Linked DNA regions of Pelodiscus sinensis: region 2 is linked to region 1. The links are chromatin contacts, called in public Hi-C maps. All regions are on one chromosome and are shown on one strand. Each heading gives the region's core, a stretch centred on a gene start, on an enhancer-like site or on the middle of the called end of the contact. The rest is flanking DNA. Distances are from core to core; before and after follow the strand shown.

Region 1 (5,535 bases), core at 2,186-4,685:
GAATTGTGGAGGGTCACAAGATTCTTGTAAAAGGGGCTCATGGTATCGTTACCCTTACTTTTGAACTGCCTTTGGAGTTGAGTGGTCATAGAGCAGTGGCTTCTGGCCAGACACTCAGCTCTGAAAGCAGCACCCCACAAGCAGCAGTTCAGAAGTAACTGTGGCAATACCATACTGTGATGTCGTGGGGGTGCTGGCTGCTCTGTAACCTGGTGTCCCCCCTGCGCTGTGATGTGTGATTTCCACTGACTCACCCACATGTGTATTGGCCCAGACACTTAGGACCAGCCTGGGCAGTTAGCAAAGCTCTTCCCAGGGGGAGAGACAAAGGGAGGGAAGCAGAGATGATCATCAGGTATCGGGGGAAGGGTCAGTTGCTGGCTGGAAAACATTAAGGGAACAACCTAAGCTGAGGACTGAGGGTCTGGGGGGGGGGGGGAAAGATGGACCCCCTAACTTCAGGGATCTGAGGCATGCTGGCCTTGACTCCTGTAACCACATCACATCTGTGCAATGCTGTACCCTGGAGAAGCAATAAACCCTCTCTATTCTACTGGCTGGTTGAGTCTGTTCTTGCTGCTACGGGGCTGCAGGACCAAGGGAACCTCGACTGTGCTGTCACGCATACCATGCCACCCTTACTTCTGCTCTGCTACTAGTGATGATGCTTCCTTCAGAGCTACACTCCAGGACAGTAGCCATTGCTCTCCAGCTACCCAGCTCTAAGTCCAGAGGTGTAACCAGCAGCAGTGTAGAAGTAATATAATCTCCCTATAATGACCTTGAGATCACTTCCTCAAAAAAAAAAATCTGGATTGGGGCCGCTACTGTTAAACCACTGTGCCCTTTCAGATTTAAATACCTGAAATCATGAAATTTACAAATTTTAAAATCCTACAACTGAAATTAACCAAAATAGACTGTGAATTTGATAGGACCCTAATGATAGGCAATGGTCTCAATTGACCAACAGATTTTTGAATGCTGCCTGTTGCTTTTTGTGTTATAATCAACCCTCCAGCAACATTGTTACAAACACAGTTGCTTGGATTGCATAGCAATTTAGACTCATTCAGAGAAAATGCATTTAAATACATTCAATACAAAGTTAAGCACCTAGGAACAAGGAATGCAGGCTATACCTACAGAATGGGTGACTATTTTTGTAGACAGTGAGAAAGGTTTAGGGATCATAGTGAACAAGCACCTCATCAGCTAGAGTGACAAAAAGGGCCAATATGGTCATTGCATGTAAAATCAGGGGAGCAATGAGCAGGAAGATTTTACCTCTACATATGGCACTGATATGGTTGATAGTGGATTACCAAATCCAGTTTTGGTGTCCATATTTTAAAAGAGATGTTGACAAATTGGAGAGGCACAAAATAGAAGAGAGCCTCAAAATTACTGAAAAGCTTGAAAAAATAAGTGAGATGTAGAGAGCTCAATCAGTTTAATTTATCAAAAAACAAGATTGAGGTGATTTGATTAGGGTATAAGTATCTTCAGGGGGAGAAAATAGCACATAGTGACAGGATCTTTAATCTAGCCGATGAAGGCAGCATAAGAACCAATGTCTTGAAGCTGAAGCCAGACATATAAATTACACTTGTGGAATAGTGAGGTGGTGATTAATGATGTAAACAAATTACAAAGAGAAATGGTGGATTTGCCATCTTGATATCTTCAGATCACATTCTTGAAGATATGCTTTATTCAGACAAGTTATCTTTCTCAGTATAAGGGTAACTGGGTGAAATTTAATGGCCCGTGATATACAGATGATCAGAGTAGATCATCTAATAATCTCTTTTGGCCTTAAACTCTGTGCAAATGTTAACAGCTCCCATAATTTCTGCAGATAAAATTATTTCTTCTGGGGCTGAAACCAATCTCCTGATGGCATCAGAAAGTCTAACCTTCTCCTGGAATTAATTTCTGCCTGTAGGAAGACTTCTCTGGCTGTCTTCTCCAAACCCCATTTATGTACCTCTTATAGTAGCCAAGAAGATATTTGGGAACAGAGAGGGAGCAACTGCCACCCTTCTGCTGCCTTTCTTCTCCATTCTTTGAGAGGGTACTTAGTATCTCCAGGGCTGAGCAGCTATGTTTCCTCTTTTCACCCATTCTTGGTTCCATGAGCAATGGTTCACTCTGCTCTCTCCATCTCTTCAGTGCCAGGCCTGGGAAGTGGAGAAGGCATGAAGAGCTCCCTAGAGCTGTGCACCTACTCCAAAGGCCTATGAAGGGTAAGAAAAGGATACTGCTGCAGCTGTTCTCCAGGCATTGGGGGAGGCAGGGAGAAAGAACACTAGGGCTACGTCTAGACTGGCATGATTTTCCCAAATGCTTTTAACGGAAAAGTTTTTCTGCTAAAAGCATTTGCGGAAAAGAGTGTCTACATTGGCACAATGCAGGACAATGTAGCACTTTAAAGACTAACAAGATGGTTTATTAGATGATGAGCTTTCGTGGGCCAGACCCACTTCCTCAGATCAAATAGTGGAAGAAAGTAGTCACAACCATATATACCAAAGGATACAATTAAAAAAAATGAACAAATATGAAAAGGACAAATCACATTGCAGAACAGGAGGGGGATGCGGGGGGGGGGGGGGGAGGAAGGAAGGTAAGTGTCTGTGAATTGATATTAGAGGTCGGGAGAGTGGGATGTTTGTGAGTTAATGGTATTAGAGGTGATAATTGGGGAAACTATCTTGGTAATGGGTGAGATAGTTCAAGTGTTTGTTGAGTCCTTTTTGGAAAGTGTCGAATTTTAACATGAATGACAGTTCAGAGGATTCCCTTTCAAGTGCAGATGTAAAAGGTCGTTGTAGCAGAATTCTGCACAGACGCTTTTCTGCAAAAGCACTAGTGCCAATCTAGACGCGGTTTTGCGCAAGAAACCCCCGATTGCCATTTTTGCGATCGGGGCTTTTTTTGCACAAAACAATAACCCGTTGTCTACACTGGCCCTCTTGCCCAAAAGCATTCGCCCAAGAGGGCTTTTGCGTGAACGGGAGCAGCCCAGTATTTCCGCAACAACACTGACAATCTTACATGAGAGCGTCAGTGTTCTTGCGGAAATTCAAGCGGCCAGTGTAGAGAGCTGGAAAGTTTTTCCACAAAAGCAGCGGTGGTGGAGTAACTCGCCTCCATTTTAAAGAAAGACGGGAGCTCCCATCGCCTCCTGGGGCCCTTAGTAAAGATGGCGCTGAGAGCCAGATTCCGCTGTGGCGGGCTTGTTCCGTGCCCTCAGTGAAGATGGCGTCGCGCGTAAGACTTTCTCGCAGGCAGTTTTCCTTCAGTAAAGATGGCGACTCCCGGGGGGGGGGGGGGGGGGCTCATTTCCGGTCGTCTTCAGCTTGGCTGCCCTCGTTAAAGATGGCGAACCTTGCTTGCGGCGGGGGTACGCTAAGGGCAGAGGAAGCGGAAGTGATGCTGCTAGCTCCTCCTTCCCCCTCCCCCCCCGCGAACGGGGCGAAGAGGCAGGAGGTGCGGCGGCGGCGGCCCCCCCCCTCCCCCAACCGCAGCGCGCAGCAGTTGCTGGGTAACGGGGGAGCGCACGAGGCGGGGGCGCTGCAGGTGATAGGGACGCGGGGCAGAGAGAGGCTGTGGGCGGCTCTGGCGAACTGCCAGGGAGGTCACGGGGGCTGCGCCGTAGGACCCCCCCCCCACCAGTCATTTTCCTGTGGGGGGGGGGCGCTAGGGACCCCTTCCATCTCCCACCCCTTTCTGCGGTCCCGGTGTTGCGGGCGGCTGCGTCCGTGGCTCCCTGCCCCGGGCTCGTAGCCTGGTGTAACACCCCCAGCTGAGGGAGGGTGGCGGCTCCTGAAGCGACCCTCTTTCGAGGCCGGTGGCATGATGGGCTACTGTGAGCAGCAAGCAGATTGTTCGTGGCCCGGGGGGGGGTGGCGTGTCCCGCCGCGCCCCCCCCCCCCTCCCCTGGCACATGGGAGAAGCTAGTCACTTACCTTGCTGTGCTAGTCACTTTCATCGTGTGGCAATCCTGCCCTTTGCACAGAGCGGCAAACCCCGCCGAGAAAAGTTTAACTCTACACCTCGTTAATAACGAAGCAGGAGACTCTTGAGTTTGCAGCTTTGTCAAACCTTTCTCCTTTATATTTTTAAGTCCTAGAACTTTATTTTTTTAGTGGCCCATTAGAGAGACAAGGTGAACTGGCCTGTGAATAAATTGGCCAATGAATAAATTTAATTTATTGAGCATAGGGGAAAAAGGACCTGGGGAAATGCCTTGAAAATGTGGTCTGATTTTTTTTCATCTCTTTCTTGTTGGAAAAAAGGATATAAAATGTTCTGGTATACATGCGTCTAGGAGGCTAGATGACTTGGATTGGTGATGTAATTAGTCTTTCATTTATTGGGCTGTAGCTACAAGGCCTCAGAACAAAGTTAAGATGCTGTATTTAAATGCAGTTCCAGTTAAACTTGTTTCTACATAACCTGGTCTGTGAGGTGGAACCAAACTAAGGTGTTTAAAAAAGTGTTTCCGCTAACATCCTGAAATGATTATTTGCTGGGCTGACTTAATATTCTGTATCAAACCAAATCTAATAACTTGCTTTCTGGTATGTATGCATATGAGTTTTTATGTAAACAGATAAAGTAATTCATCTATGTATTTTATCTAGGACAGGAGAGAAAATATATTAGAAATTACAATTTTATCCCTTTGTAATTTGACATTTCTGTTGCTGCTAGATTAGAAAATTTAAAAAACAGTAACACTAATTTCAACTAACATTCAACTTGGTGTATCCATTTTTAAAATTTATGTTTTACTTGCTTCATTAAGGGAAGTTGATGTGTTGTGTTCTACTTATTTCTAGTAAGTGTTTCAGTCATTTGGATGTAATTTCTCTTTCAGTTGCATAATGGCAGAAACTATGGCCTCCCCCCTGAAACACTTTGTGCTGGCTAAAAAGACAATTACTGCTATATTTAACCAACTGCTGGACTATGTCACTGAAGGAGCAAGTTTTGTTGAAGGTTAGTTTTCACTTTTGGGGCAGGGACCTTGCATCTTTGTGTGTAAAAATTAGCATAACAGGTTTCTGGTCCTTATGGGGTCTCTGGGTACAATGATAACATATGCATTCTTCAATAAGAGTCTTGGGGTATATACAGATATTTTAAGGGGTGGTAGTATGGTGCAGTGAGTTGGGAAATCTAGAGTTTATTCTCTTCTTAGCTTGATTTAATGTATAACCTTAGGAAAGTCACTTAAACCTACACTTTCAAACTTGGATACCTAAAGACAGGCACTTTAATAAAAGTGGATTTTCAGAAGTGCTAAGCAGCTGCAGCTTTGATTTAATTAAACTACTTGTGCTAGGCAACATTGAGAGTATGTCATAACTGCAGAGTTAATGTGTGTTCTTACTCAAGTGTTGCCTCTAACCATCTGCCACTCCCCACACACAAGCTTCTGAGCAGAGTTATGTGATGCCTTCAGTTCAAGTTCAATGGCTCTTCTGGGACCTTAGGCGAAAGCCAGAGTCTTTCACCGGGGTT
Region 2 (5,950 bases), core at 1,353-3,852, 270 kb after region 1:
ACATGTAACCATCAGCAGTTACACACTAGAGGGGAGAGGGGAAGGCACTTCCAGTAGAGCTGCCTGCTCTCTCCTCGCCCCCATATTAGTGGCAGCACTGTGTGTGTTTGTGTGGTGGTGGGGGGGAGAAGCAGGTGACTCCCCAGGAGCCAGTGCTTGCAAGGAGCCTGTTCAAAAGCCGACTCCCAGTGACCACTGATTCCCACATGCTCACCCATGCTGCTACCTCTGATCTAGAGGCAGCAGTGTGTGGGGGAGGTGGCTTGAATGTAACCATGAAGGTTAAATGTGTACACCAGTGGTCCCCAACGCGGTGCCTGTGGGCGCCATGGCGCCCGCCAGGGCATTTGTGTGCGCCTGCCAACAACCTGGGCCGGCGCCTGGTGCGTGGCGCGCGGGCGGCCCCAGCCCCGGGGCACATGCGGGTGCGCGGGCACAAGGCGCTCAGGTGGCCCCGGCGCATATGCCGGCGCCAGGTGTAAGGGCATCCGTGCCCCAGGACGCGCGGCTCCGCCCCCGGGCGCCCGGCGCGTGAGTGGCCCCGCCCCCGGGCGCCTCTAAAGGTTGGGGACCACTGGTGTACACTATCACACCCCTATTAGTAATATGCCTGCCAACAATTGATGGAAGTGCTAGCTCTAATGGAATTTGGTCACTAAAAGCAATCTCAACAGTGACTGTGGCAAAGAAACTAGACCTTTCTGATTTTATAGGCAACAAAATATCATCTCTGGCTACTAGCGTGGACAAATGTTTGTTAAAACATCATTATCTTGAAATACAAGCTTTTAATTTACATACCCAAAAGTGCTGTAAAGGCCTGTAATGCCTAAAAGTGACAGACACCATCATCAAATCTGCAAGTCCTATATACTGATGGATTAATTTCTTTAGCTTGTTTTTTTTTTTTAATATCTCCATTTTCAAGATTCATTGTTTCTGATGTCAATTTACAACAAAGAGAACACCTATTTTGTGTGGGACAGAAATAAGAGTAGGTCAAAAAATTAATGTGATCCCTTCTGGGAAGGTACAGCTGAGACATATTCCACAGTTTTCTGTAACAACTTCAATTTCATGACAACCAGCTGTATTAAAATCTAAATCTGAAATTTCAATACATTGTTTTGAGAAACAGATTAATGTTACTCAGATATTAATCAATGAGAAGTCTTATGAAGTACCAATCTGGGTTTAGTCAGGGCTTAATCCTTAAAGAAATATAAATTATGTGAAAGAACACACAGATATCCATTTTATACACACAGGTATCTGCAGATGTTCATGCAAATATCTGCAGTTCATTTTTGCAGATGTGGATAAAATGTTGGTAACTAATTGACCATTCATTATAGGGAACTTTCTGGGTGTCTGGCTGGTGAGTCTTACCCACATGCTCAGGGTTTAGCTGATCGCCATATTTGGGGTCAGGAAGGAATTTTCCTCCAGGGTAGATTGGCAGAGGCCCTGGAGGTTTTTCGCCTTCCTCTGTAGCATTGGGCACAGATCACAGCTGAAGGACTCTCTGCATGTTGGGGCCTTCAAAGTATTTGAAGGCTTCAATATCTGAGACATAGGTGAGAGGATTATTCTAAGAGGGGTGGGCGAGATTCTGTGGCCTGCGCTGTGCAGGGGGTCAGACTAGATGATCATAATGGTCCCTTCTGACCTTAAAGTCTATGAGTCTATGAAATCTAGAGATATTTGTGGCTCACTTTTGTGAATGTAGATACATATTTTGTATCCATGCAGGGCTGTAATAATCTTGCTTGCTGTGTGTGGATATTATTTAAAAGGATGACTTTGCCCAACAGCAGTTTCATACTTGATTGTCCCCGGGATGAAAAAGGATGGCATTAGCACTGATTGAATCTATTTCATTACATAGCTAATAAAATAGGTGTTGAAATATTATGGGGATAAGCATCATTTAAGGAGTGGAACAGAACATAGCGAAGCTCTTTGCAAACACACCCAAATTCAGGATTTTGTTGTAACTGTGACAGTGGGTTTTGGAGGAGGTCCGGTAGGAGCTGGACTGTAGCTGCAAATTCATTTGAGGGAGACCAAAGCACAACCATCACCCTCGCGCTGGGCGCCACTGCTCCCCCCTTGTAAGGACAGAAATCCCAGGCCCTGCGGGTTCTGCTTCCCAACAAGGTCGGCAGGTTCCACGGGAACGACCCCACGTGCGCCTCAAAACGACGCTACTGCCAATGAACACGCGTCGGCCCAACAGGCCCTTCAGCCTATCAACAGCCGTTCAACGGCTCTTCCTCAGCCGTTCAACGGCCACCAGCGTCCCGGGCCTCAGCCGCCCCAAGCACACGCTGTCTGGGCTGGGTCGAACCCAGAGCCCCTATCCACGGCCGGGGCTCACCCACACGCCCGTCTCCTTCCCCAGACCCCCGGTAACGAGCCCCCCATCCACGCTCAACGCGCCCTACCCGGAAAGGCAGGCGGCTGGCGGCGCCTGTAACGCTCCTGAGACCCTCAAAAGGCTGGAGAAGCGGCGGCAAAGAGCAGCCGCCATGATACCTCCTCCCCCTCCCGCCCATCAGGCCTTGCGCCCACTTCCGGCTGGGAGACCGGAAGGAGAGGGCTCTGGGGCGAACTCCAGGACAACCTGCCCGATTCCAAGATGGTGGCACTACGGCTTCGACAGCGTTGGGGTTAAATAGCCAGGGCCCCCCCCCCCCCCCCCCCGCCTGCTGCCAGTTTCAGACATGGCGGCTATGAGCCTCCTGCTCCGGGCAGCGGCTGCTTTGGGGGCTCGCAAGGTCCCGATCCATGCTGCGGGCGGGGGGCGCGTTTCCTTGCTGGACAGGAGCATCCTGTCCTCCGGCATCTTCGGTAGGGAGCCCCGGGTGGGGGGGGGGGGAGGATGCTCGGTGGCGCTAGCGGGGTGACCTTGGACAGTGGCGCGGGGGCTTTGGGCAGCGGTGGCTCTGAGGCGGGGTGGTTGGGTCTCCTCTGGGGGGAGGGTTTCACTGGTGGGGGGGGGGGCTCCTTGGGGTGGGGCTTCTATCAACAAGGAGGAGGGATTTTTTTTCTAGCGGTCAGAGCACCGCCGTGCGGGCCCTGGGATTCACACGCTCCTCGTGTGATTGTGACACCCCGTGGGGCCAACCGGCAAAGGGTTTCCTGCTCTGTCACGGAGACCGTTACACTCAGGCCTGAGAAACACTCAGCACCTGACACTAGGGCTGTTAAAAAGCGGTTAATTAGATAACCGTATAACCGCTGTAAGCCTGAGCGGTTACACGACCACACACCGCGGGCTCTGCTGTATAAAACTTGTACAGCGGAGCCCCAGGTGCAGCCGGCTCACTGGGAGCAGGGCCAGCAGCCACTGTGCACTGGGAGCTCGGGCTGCCGGCCCCATGCCTAGAGAGCCAGCTGTGTTGTGTGCTTTACAGTATAAGGTTTATACATCCACAGCATGGGGTGTTAGCCAGCTCTCCAGGAGCGGGTCCAGGAACCTGCTATGGTAACAAATAAGCGTATGCTTATGTTAACCATTTAAATAGTTACACTGTTACTTTTCTAGTAGAGAGTGCTGCCCCGCATCATGGGCAGGTGGAAGGTCCACACAGCTGCCCAAACTCCCCAGTGGGGCTCCCTGACTTTATTGGGGTGTGTGGAAAGGCTATGGCTTCCCTGGCACCGCCATTTCCAGTGCCTCTGATATTTTCATTATGTAAATATTTGTACTTTAATTTAAGGTCTGTGTCCAAGGCAGTGCTGACAAACAGGTTTTGGTCAGACAAAGGCTCTCAAGTCACACAACTCTCCACTGGTCATGCAGGTGAAGCGCTGGAAAACAATACAATGAAATCTCCATTTACATATGAAGGCAATAGGAAAGGTGTACGTAGGGGAAGAAAATCTAGCTATAAGGCTTCGCTTGACCTCACGCAAAGTTAGTGAACTACATCTGAAGGAAGTCTGTGCTTAAAAATTCTGCAACAAAAAATTGCAGCAAGTATGTCTGTAACTATACAGACGTCAAAAAAATGTCCTGAATCTTTTTTGTTAAATAGATTCCTTACTAGGCATATTAATACTGAACTCTGAATAATAATTCAGTTAAACTACAATACAAAACTATTTCTTGCACCCTTCAGACATAGCGCATGGTTGGGGGAAGTCAGAGATAATGGAGGATCTGAGGCAGAGGGAAATAAGTGCTAGGAACTAAGGAGCCAAGGTGTGAACTTGGAGGATTGTTGGGCATGGGTGGGGAAAGTATGAAACAGGCTTTTTGAGGGGGTGAGGAGAGATTAAGGAGCTTCCTCCGTGCAGACCCTGGCATTTTCCATTCAGTCAGGCACATCTGCCGCTGTCCCCATGTGTCCCTCCACCTCCACTCAGACATCCATTCCTCCTATTCCCATGTGGCCCTACACCACCACCTCCTCTTTCCCCCACCTGTCTCTATGTGGCCGTGCACACGTGCCCATATACCCATGTGTTTCTGTGTTCCCACTCAGCCACCCTCCATCCATATGTGTCCCTAGCTTCCCCCATCACTATGTGGTCCTGCACTTCCACTCTCATTTAGCCCCTTGCCCAGTCTGTCCCCCCACAATAAGCCTTATGAGCCTCTGTCTGACCCTCTCCCCATAGCAGCTCCACAATGTCTATCTCCTCATAGCCCCTGTCTTCTGACCTGGTCCAATAGGTGCTATGAAGATGCCTCTTTTTCTTCCTTATCTGGCTGGGAGCTGCTGTTCTGTTCTATCACCACAGCAGCCTCTGGTGAGCAAAAGGCAGAACTGCAGCGAATTTCCACAGAAGCTTTTTTTCTGCACAAAAAGTTTAAAATATGTGCACTGTTGGGATGGTGCCAAATTGGTGTGACCGTACCAACATGCACTTAGTTAATTGTGCACACAGTGGTGCACAGTTCTCCCAGTAGTAAGTGAACTTTGGGGCTACGAGAAGAAGGCAAAAAGACACTCCTTGATTAGGGATATTAGATGTAGTTTATTTTAATAATTGTGTAACCACACCAAATCTTATCAGTTACACAATTATTTGATGGTCCCCGGAAGCAGAGCCGGCAGCCAGTGCGCTCCCAGCCCTGCTCGTGGCCCTGCTCCTGGGGAGCCCCCTGCCACCCCACCCTGCTGCCTCTGATATAGAGGCAGCAGCACTGGGTAGGAACAGCCAGTGCTTTTTTTTTTTGTTTAAAAAAAAAAAGTGCCGGTACTCCAGGGGAAAACTTGTTGAGCTCTGACCAGAGATGCCGGTACTGAATATTGGGCAGTACCGTCACAAAAAAGGCACTGGGAAAAGCCCCACGGATCAGCCTCTGTCCATGGTGAGCTTGGTCTGATATAGAGGCAGCAGTGCGGGGGTGAGGGAATAGAGGGCGGTGGCAGCTCTGCAAAGGCAGTTCTCGTGGGGGGCAGCAAGGGGAATGGGCAGCTCCATAGAGCTGGCACATATGGAGAGATGGCTTAAAAGCCAACTCCTCGTGTGTATTTTCTCCTTCCTGCAGTGCAGGGGGGACAAGCAGTTCTACAGGAGCCGATACGTGCTGGCTTGAAAGCTGGCTTTCTGTATGTACCACCTCCCGCCTACCCCCCTTACCCTCTGTGCTGCTGCTTTTGTCAGAGGCAATGGCGTGGGAGTGGCTCTGCAGGATGCGGTGCTTGTGGTGAGCTGGCTTAAAAGTTGGCTCCGTACAGGCACTGGCTCCCATGCTCCCTTCCTTACTGCCTCTGATACAGAGGCAGCCAGGGTTGGGGGAGTGTGTAATTGTTTGGATTATTGGTTAATTGTTTAAACCAGTCTTATTGGTTAATTGTTTAAACGACTATAAACTAACATCCCTGTCCTTGATACTTTACCGAGAAAGCAAAAATACAGTGCTTTTGGCATGTATGAAAAAGGGATACCAGTTATGTGAGTTGGAGATGCTGAAAGAAGGCTTTGGTTAAGA

Evidence for each region. A called contact is a pair of places that touch in the nucleus more often than the background predicts.
Region 2: a Hi-C map of blood shows a contact between it and region 1, with 8 times the contacts expected there. The contact joins the promoter of MRPL47 here to the promoter of MFN1 in region 1. A contact is called at or near these places in 3 of 5 Hi-C or Micro-C datasets (blood, liver and an unstated tissue).

What each region holds. Positions count from the first base shown.
Region 1 is chr10:44,553,680-44,559,214 of ASM4963464v1, forward strand. MFN1 (mitofusin 1) reads left to right here and starts at 3,436. Exons shown (of 18, transcript XM_075938022.1): 1 at 3,436-3,550; 2 at 4,889-5,010. The coding sequence starts at 4,896.
Region 2 is chr10:44,821,024-44,826,973 of ASM4963464v1, forward strand. It overlaps MRPL47 (mitochondrial ribosomal protein L47), which reads right to left and starts at 2,603. Exons shown (of 7, transcript XM_075938033.1): 1 at 2,448-2,603. The coding sequence starts at 2,533. It overlaps NDUFB5 (NADH:ubiquinone oxidoreductase subunit B5), which reads left to right and starts at 2,694. Exons shown (of 6, transcript XM_075938034.1): 1 at 2,694-2,853. The coding sequence starts at 2,727.